Regions from separate parts of the Oryzias latipes genome. Here region 2 is linked to region 1. Evidence: chromatin contacts called from public Hi-C data. All regions are on one chromosome and are shown on one strand. Each heading gives the region's core, a stretch centred on a gene start, on an enhancer-like site or on the middle of the called end of the contact. The rest is flanking DNA. Distances are from core to core; before and after follow the strand shown.

Region 1 (4,855 bases), core at 1,163-3,662:
CAACGCAGCAACATTTTTCTAGAACACCAACTTGAAGTTGCTGTAGCACATTTGGTCCAGTCCAGATTAGTGATTGTGGCATTAGTGAGCCCAGGCTCACAAGTGATACAAATCAGGTGTCTGATTGGTATCACATGGTTGAAACCTTAAGCATGGATCCATCCCACGTTATCTGCTATGACCTAAATGCATGTTTCTTTTTGTTTTGTTTTTTACAAATGGGGTACAGTTTATAAGAGAAAATTTTAAAAAAGCTTTCCAACCGCCTGTTTCTTTTGTTTTGTTTTTTGACAAGGAGCGTTTTTACACCAAATAATCTACCAATCACATGCTTCTTTATGTTTTATGCACAAAAATGTTTATTTGCATAAAAAGTTTAGATGGTGTGAGAAAAAGGCAGGTCATAAAACGCGAAAAATCAAAGGCCTAGGAATCCTTTAGTCCGATCAAACACCAACCACATTCTCATTGTCCATGCGGTGTGAGGAGACGAGCAGCTTGGAGCGTTTACTGATCTGCATCCTTCCAGTCAGTGATCGCCACAGGCGTTTATTTCAAAATAAAATGCAGCAGACACATAACTTTCTTATTAATATTTAGGAAATTGTAGACATATTCCTGGGCTTCTCAAACATCCTATCATCTTACCATAACAATTTGATTCAATATGTGGTATTTTTGTTTTGGAATCCAAAAGCTGAGCCGTCTGGCTGTAAACCGACTGCTTGGTCCTGAAATTCAAGCTGGAGTAATGAAGGAGGTAAAGTTAAGATTTCAAGGGCCAAGGTGAGTTCAGCAGGGAGCTGAGCTTTGTGCCAAAACAACCTTTATCAATGATGCAAAGCTGACTTTTAATTGCACTAAACTCATTTTGCATACTTTATGTGCAAAAACTCTTTTTCCATTTGCATCTGCTTACTGGGAAACTTGCCCATGCACGTGGCGTAGAATTAAAATGTGAAATCTCACAATGCTGCTCCCCTCACAGTCCCAAGTGGTATGTTCCCACTTAACTAGTAATTGTATTTTTTCTTCACGTATTTAATAGAACAACACGGCAGCAGTGCTCTTAATTCCTTCCTTCTGCTTGGAGGACAACTCAAGTGTTGAGAGCGGGGAGAAGTGCACACAATTAGCTAATATAATTCACAGATGTGCTCTGGGAGATTTTCGTCGGCATCGCAGCTCTGCGCAGCAGGCGGGGCAACTGGAGAGTTTGGCCTCTGCGCTCTCACCCCATCGTGACCTTATGGCACGCACACTGCATATGACGCAGCAATTAAAATAGACTTATTTGACATGATGCAATAACACCACCAATATAAAAGGCTAACAAAAAAAGATGTCAGGCCTGATAGAAAATACAGTAGCCTTCTGGCATGCTTCCTTGGGTCTCTTGGGTGCTTCGGGGTCCTGATTTCACACCACCGTTGTTGAAATTTTTGTTCCTTTTCTGACTATGAGAGCCTCCCTGGAGTCTAAGAACCAAAATGATACTGGATCCCCAATGTGTAAACTTGATGACTATCTGAGGCTGTTTTGGAAAGGGTTAAGTTCAAAACTTCTCCAGGGTTGGAGGCACCGTGGAGATTCAAAGTCAAACTTCAGTGTTTTGATATTGATAGAAGTCATACTAAAAACTAAGCTAGATTTACTAAATTTTGCTTCTCTAGTTTATCGTTTACTGTTGATGAATAGTAAAGATTTGAGGACTTATGTCCAGTTTTGCTGATCTTGTTAACTTCCACCAGGTCCAAACATGAATGCTGTTTACAGCGAGCCACCATGCATGTTGATTTTGTTACAAAGCACACACAGACAAACAAACAACCTTGAAAAATAATTTGGCCTTTTTGTGCTCTTTCCTTTGTACCGCTGGTCTGAAGCCTTCCCAAGTGGAAGAGAATGGATTGAGATTGCTAAGTGAAGTTTGTTCTGCAAGACTGAGCTGCACAAATCATGCCTGTGACCCATTTATGGGTGTGTTTACTGACCCTGTGTATGGTACCTCTTCACTAATGAGCGGCAAGCTAGCTCAGGATGTTTCTCACCCCTTTTTTGGGGTGAAATGAGTGGCTGTAAACATGAAATAAAACACTACATGCAGACCCAACGGAGCTTAATGGTCATTTTGCATGTCTACACATATAGTTCTAATTTCCTTTAAGTGCAATGGTAAAAACACAAAGTATTTTGGAAGATTTTGTTTACTTACTGCAGACTCCCAAAGGGTGGTCCTTGGCTGGGTTTACTTTCACGGGCCTCCATTTGTCATTGTTATGCTAAACACTACCTTGGCATAGAGGAAATTGAATCAAGGAGTTGTCCAGCGGCATTCTTTTGGCTGTCTTGTCTGTATCATTTCCATCAGCCTGATCAGAAACACATTGAGCTCCCACCAACAGAGGGTCAAAATGTCACAAAACCTTTGGCATGCAGACATTTCCTGAGTGCTGCATCATGTCCAGCCATCACTGCCTCTCAGCAGTGACGTAATCTGTAAATACAGCGTAATTACTTTACGGAACACGATTGGGGCTGTTGAAAACTGTACAATAATAACAAGCTTTTTTTTTTTTTTTCTCGCTGTGAGAATGGATCTAGTAAACGTTTCAGCTGAAATTGACATTTTGTTTAAATGGTAAAAGTGAAAAACAAACATTGAGATAAAGCTTTAAAACATTAATGTCAGGTACTGATTTTTTTAAGCAACTAATGAAGTAAAAAAAAATGATTTTAAAGATACATTTTGCAAATGCATAAATATAAGTCAGATTAAGCTTAACAAGTATTTGATATTACTTACAGATCTATAATGTTCTTACCTGAAATATAATAAGTTTCTGTTTTTGCTGATTTCTTAAATGCCGTGGTGACAACAGGACCCAGTGGCTGATGAGTGGAGTACACAAGTCGAAACAACACTCTACCTTTGTTATGACTTTTCTATAAAAATAGAAGATCCATGTTGCAAACACAGAACATTCATGGCGAATGCAATTTTATTGCATCAGGAAAGTGCAAACAAAACTTTCTTCAAGTTCTTTCTCAGTTGTACAGGACCTTCCTGTTCTTAAGGCTTTTTTGGAGTGCATTATTCAAAAAACAGTGTAATCCTGAGAAACAGCATCCATAGTGTGCTAAAATGTGTTACAATTCAGTTTCACCAATGCTGCAACATGTTTATGAATAAAAAGAAACGGTCTTGAAGCACAGATAGAAAAGAAAAAGATATTTCAAAGAAATGTAAAGAAACGATGGAATGAACAATATATCAGAGACGAGGCTTTAACTGATCAAATCTAAACGTGATTAATGGCACCAACAAAATACTAATGTGAAAGACATTGTCCAATCAGTACAAATACTCTATAAAGGCACATTTCTTTAGTATGGAAGTGTGCAAAAACATGATTTATCAACACTGTTTCTGGAAATTCAACATTTCTATCTGAGATATGTATTAACAAAAAAGAATTAAGAACAACAATAATAAAAAAAAAAAAGTGCAGAATTATCCTCATATTTTCTGAGCTCGTTCCTGCTTGAAAGTGACGATGAACTTCCAGGCTTCCACATAATGGCACAGGCACATCCCGTCTGGGAAGAGCTCCTCCACATCTTGAGGAATGTCAAGGTCTTTGCGTTCCATATAAGACACCAGAGTGTCCTTTAAGCTTTAGGAGACAAATAAAGCACTTTGAATCAGAACTGCTGTATTTGTTCTCACAACAACAATTTCAGTGTAGGTGACCAAACTGTTTAGCAGGAATATAAGGAGAACAAGGAAAAAGTTTAATTCATAAATGTTAGCTAAGGGAACTGCTTTTAAATCTAAATCCAACCTCTGTGGGACAACATTGAACTTTTCAACTGTTTTTGTTTATCAAATTCTATGTATTCCAAATATTTTCCATTTAAAGATTATAATTATATGTATTCAAAAAACAAAAAGGATGCTGAGTATGTGCTCTCAGCCTGGATGTTTTTTGGTTAAATTCCACAAGTGGGTCGTACCAAATATTGTAAAACAGGGGACCAAATGCTCCAGCTTGATAGGAAAAGACGGCTTACCTCTCCCTCAGAAGGTGCATTTATTAGAAGAACAAACTCAGGTGAAACTTTTATTGGTTTAATTTGAAAAATGATAACTCAGTGTTTCACTCTGACCTAAGAACAGGTAAAAGAATAAATTAAAAAAAGAGTTGAGATGGTTTTTACCCCCAGTCAGGCCGGTACGTCTCCGTAGCATTGGGCATTTTGAGGACCAGCACCATGAACTCATGCATCTCCAGTAAGAAAGTGTCACCATTGCATATGGAGAAGAAAGCGGTCAGCTGGCGGTGCTCGTCTTCACCCAGGACCTGCTTGTAGTCTTCAGAAATTCCCACAAACGGATCCTGAAAAACACACACACACACAAAAATCAGATATGGTGCCATACTAATTGATATGGCATCCCTATAGGAACAATTAAATTGTTTTTATCTAACACTGACTCACCCTCTTGAGTCGTAGCATATTTTCTGATTTGAGTGAAGCCAGTAGCTGCCAAAGCGCCACACAATGCTTCAAACAACACATACTCAGGGTCTGCGAGAAAAGATAAGAGAAATGATCTTTCATGACTAGATAACAACCAATTCACAGCAATTAAGCATTTTAATCAAAATATGAAGCATTTAGACATGTTTACCAATGCAATTGAGGCCAAGATTTAGAAAAAATATTGTAAAAATTGTAACAAAGGTGTCTAGACTGATAAGAATATCCGGTGTCTTCTATAGGCCAACCTTGAGGATGTGCTGGGCCACCTGGTTTCCCATCTGCAGCACCTCCTCCAGGTAGTGGGAGA
Region 2 (4,611 bases), core at 1,539-4,038, 250 kb before region 1:
TTAGAAGTAAAATACGTATTAGAGTAGTTTTTCCCAATTTACTTCACATCTGCCTCTCTCCTCAGAATTTGATTAATGTAATACTTAGTGTTGTAATCTTAGTTAATTGTCAGAATCCAATGTATTTAAGCACATTAAGCTAAACTGTAGTCTCTATTAGGGCATAACCAAAATTAATGGTTTTATTTTAACCCAAAAAAAGGCATCTGAGAGCAAATGAACCTATTTAGTTTGATCCTCCAGTGGCAGAGCCGTGCTTGAGTGCATGCTAACAAGACCCTATTTCATTTATAATGAAGTCTCCTAGGGTCCGTGTGGATTAGAACCGTTAAGAAATATGTGGATGTCTATTTGAGAAATGACCAAGGAGCTAGAAAAGAAAAACAAACATGAATATAAAGAATGAAGACAATTTATAAAGTTTTCAATCATACTTTTTTTTCAAGGGAAACAGTGAAAAGACTGTTGCAGTGGTAGAAAATAAAAAATAAATCGTTCCAGGTACCTGACCTGCCAGACTCCTAAATCCAACAGAAAATGTATTAAAACATTATCCAAAAGTGTCAAACTAAGTAAGCAAACGAACATGGATTACCACTATTGGAGACAACAGTAGAAGCTTTTTATTTTTTACTATATAATTTTGGAAAAGAGGGAGAAAAAATGAAAAGAAGTTCAAATGAGATTGCATCTTAATGTTGTAAAATATAAAATTAAACACATTTGTAGATGTTGCTGTTAAAGGTTTATCAGTTTCACTAGAATATAAATAAAATACACAAATATTTTACTGGAATATTAAACGGCACAGTTTTAACTTGAAAAGTGCATCAAGCAAATGTTACACAGTTCAAGTGTAACAGTTTAATCTGGTTTGTTTAAATGGGAACAACTGACAGTTTCTCTGAAGACGCAGCACATTCCAGCTAATAACTACAAAATGTAATTCGTTTGTTTAGCTAAGGTTGTGGGTGAAAAGTAATCTTGTATGTGTTGAGTTGTTTTGAGCTTTAGCTTCTTTATTTTAACATTATGCAGCTCAAGATCTGTGGAGATTCTGCAGACTGCATGGATACGCAGAAATGCGTAAATTAATCCAGTTTGAACTCAGAAAAATGTCAGAATAACAGCAACATTGTGGTTCTTGGACACAAAGCTTAGCAGTAGTTTGCTTTATTCTTGTTTTTTAAAGTTTACAATTACCAGAAAAGGCGTAGAAGACTATTTGTAAAAACAAAATGTTTAACATTTTAATACCACTCCTAAGTGGTATAAAAAAAGGTTAAATAAAATTGAATAAGAAATATTGCTAGATAGCAAATAGCAAGACAGAGCATCATTCGTAAAAATTTGTTATTTTTAACAATTGTTGGTAGAAACATATCAAAACTAATTTATACTTTTGAGTTAAGTGATTTTCCACTGACTGGAAAAAACAAGTATACTTTTTACCCGGATTCTAGGGTTAGAGGTAATGCATCTGTGCCGCATAAATCAGCATTCTTCTGTTTTTTTGGGAAAAGAACATTTGACAGTTTTAATGTCTCACTTGAGATGAATTTCATCACCTCTGGATCAGAATGGCCAAATCGCTCATTAATCACAAAGTGGCAAATTTTCAATGTAAAACATAACCACATTACAATATGAAGGGGTCTTTCAAAAAGGTCATTTGATTTATCTTCTGGAGATCCGGGCTATCACACAGAGACCTATAAAGTCAAATGTAGTTGGAAAGAAAAATTGCTTCCTTAGAAAAACAAGTCTCCCTAAAGTGACCTGAACATAATAAACTATTAATTCATAAATAAATTAGTTAGTTTCAGTGATCATTAAATCCTAATATAACAGGTATATTGAGAAAACAACCCCTGTCAGATAAAACGTGTGAATCCATTCCATAGCTAAAAAAAGTGTAACAGAGCACTGATGTGTTGAATTTAATCCTTTTTTTTTTTGTCAAATGCAGCAGCCAGACTGAGCAGTTCATGAGATGTACTTCTCATGAAAGCCTCGCCCTTTTTTTCTGACTCCAAGAAAAGACTGCACATTTTGGGAAATAAAATGCGCCTTAGAATTTCCAAAGAAATCAAAAAATAAATGAGGCAAAATAGAAAAAAAATGCACCCCATCTGCAGTGGGTTTTAATGAGACTTTTTAGTAATTCTATGAGCAGACTTCTGATGCTTTTTTGGTCTCTTAGTGTGGCCTTGTTCGTTTTTGGGGGGGGCAATAATCATGGCAAAAATAAGGAATGCTTCCTGAATAAATCTTTGCATTTTCTTGCAACTCTGTTTTTTGTGGATATCAGTTATTTGCCCCTCAAAAGTGAGAAAGCTCATTGCCTTGCAGAGGAGCTAATGTTTTCCTTCTTTTGTTCTGCCAATTGAAATGGAACTGTCACCATGTGTTTTCCAAACTAAATGTAATTTCCATGTACCTATTTACTTATGGACTCTTGCAGCTTTAGGTAAAGAAAAAGTTGCATCAATCAGTCAGAAAGATAATCAGGCTAAAACAGATTAGCTGCATGCATATATTCACTCCCATTATTTATTCATTGGCCCTCCAGCCAGAACAAACAGTGTTTAGTGGCTTCTCTGAGTGTCCACTGAGGGATGGCGTTAAAATTGCATGGCTTTTGGCTTAAGGATTTAGGTGTTTTACAGCTCTGTCCACGAGGTTCCTAACGTTTGCTCAGCAACACCGAGCGCAAAACACACAACCGAGGACAGATGGCCGTGTGAGGACAAACACTGCAAGAGAGCGGCAGCTCAAGAAGAGAGGGATGGGTTGCTTTTTCAGCGGCGGCAGCAGCGTGTTGCCACACGCAACTCGAGACGGACGGGCAGAGACGGAGAGCTCTGCCGCCCCCGGCCACAGCAACAGGCCCCGCTCCAATGAAGCATTTTATACCAAATGTTTAATATTGAACAAAGCACATTAATAGGCCATGCACCGGGGGGGGGGGGGGGGGGGGGGGGGAGAATTGTGCGAAAGACAAACAAGATCTGTATATAAAATATTCATAGACTGGAATTGTGTCAAAGCAAGCAGATTTGATAGCTTTTGGTATTTATTTGCTTTCACATGAATGGTGAGTCATTGCCATTTTACAATACTGCAAAGTCCGTGGTATCATAACAATATGTGATTAACTGTGTGAATGTGGGCAAATAGTGGTGAGTCAACAAAGGAAACTAGATGAAGGGAGCGTTTTAACAGAGCATTCTGCCCACTCGCTTCACACCAAATGTTATACGCAGGAAGGATCTCCTCAAAACAGCATCGCATTGAGTCAAAGCTTAACATCATTGGACTAAACCAAGACAATCCATGCAGTTTTCATCCCCAACTGGGTAATGCAGTTTTCCAAGCCTTTTATGTTTTCCTGGATTAGGGTCACTTTACCTTGTGTTTAATCCTGATATGTTTGATTGCTCCACTGTAATTTCACATAGATTAGATCAAACTGAGTAACAAAAGAAACTTCTAAACTCTACCCAAATACATAGCAAATGGATCTATATATAAGTCCCCATGATGTGAAGGTAGGTTATTATTTTTTTCAAGGATCCATATAGCTTTGCTTCCATCTATTTAATCTTTTCCAATTGTTTAGTGATTCTCAAGTTCTGAAACTAATCCAAACGGAAAAAACATAGGAAATTTGAAAAGGATAGATAGTATTTTAAAGCACAAAGTTGCAGTGCTCTGCTATTATATCAAAATCTCAATTCAGAAGTTTTAATCCAGTTCCTCACGGGAGGTGTCTAAAATATTTTAAATCTCTATAACATGCAACCAAGTTAAAAAGAAGAGAATGCATTTCAACTTTCAGAAAAGACACCCACACATATGCAAAGAAGCATTCACCAATATAGAAATGTTTCATTTACATGCATCCTTGCCCCAAAACTAGGGAAAAAGAAATGACTATTTGGACACTGAGTATTATTAGTCAATGTCACAGAGTAAAAACCAGCCAGGAGTTGTGCCTCTGCTGAAACATAAATGAATCCCAGCCTTTTATTGCATAGATTGCTCACAGTGACAAATCCAAACTCTGAAAATGAGAAAATGTTGGCCAAATTGGTATTTCAATACATTCCTGAGAACACGCTGCTTTATTCACTTTGCTTCTCAGTTTGTATTGGAGCAGATTTAATGCCTGGGTATCAAGGTAAACATGGCTTTGGAGGCTAAAAGGAAAAAGTGTGAGGAAGAGGAGTGAAAGCAGTTTGAAAAATAACAAATGAAACTATTTTTTGTTATGCAGTTTCTTTTAATGGTAATATACTTTTTTTTTTAAGAATGACACAATTGTAATTCACGTCTCATTCGGCTAACTGCATTTTAAATATTCATTTAGTTTAGTTTTTTAAACTTCCAAGGCTATTTGAAGGCATGAACGTTAAAAATAAACACTGGGACACTGTTTTGTTCCTTGGGAGCAAAACAAGAACAAAACTACATTTGAATACAAACTCTAACTTTCTTTTTCAGAGCTTCCAAAAAAGAAAGACACTACTTTTTAGTCTCAAACTTTCATAGATCATTCAAAGACAAAGTTTAAGTGTATTGATGCAACAAAAAATATATTTAACACAC

What was found. Hi-C and Micro-C count contacts between places; a contact is called where the count stands out from the background.
Region 2: a Hi-C map of embryo shows a contact between it and region 1, with 1.4 times the contacts expected there. The contact joins two enhancer-like sites. A contact is called at or near these places in 2 of 5 Hi-C or Micro-C datasets (both in embryo).

Annotation. Positions count from the first base shown.
Region 1 is chr8:10,586,953-10,591,807 of ASM223467v1, reverse strand. It overlaps rnf213 (E3 ubiquitin-protein ligase RNF213), which reads right to left. Exons shown (of 68, transcript XM_020705294.2): 65 at 4,794-4,855; 66 at 4,504-4,593; 67 at 4,222-4,400; 68 at 2,969-3,677. The coding sequence ends at 3,521. Among protein-coding and RNA genes, the nearest start is that of rnf213, 31 kb to the right of the region's middle. Within about 2 kb of position 2,412, at least 1 of the 8 cell types and tissues checked has an H3K27ac peak or open chromatin away from gene starts, as enhancers often do. A contact at or near this core is called in embryo, where this site is marked.
Region 2 is chr8:10,833,363-10,837,973 of ASM223467v1, reverse strand. No RefSeq gene overlaps it. Among protein-coding and RNA genes, the nearest start is that of sstr2, 8.5 kb to the left of the region's middle. Within about 2 kb of position 2,788, at least 1 of the 8 cell types and tissues checked has an H3K27ac peak or open chromatin away from gene starts, as enhancers often do. A contact at or near this core is called in embryo, where this site is marked.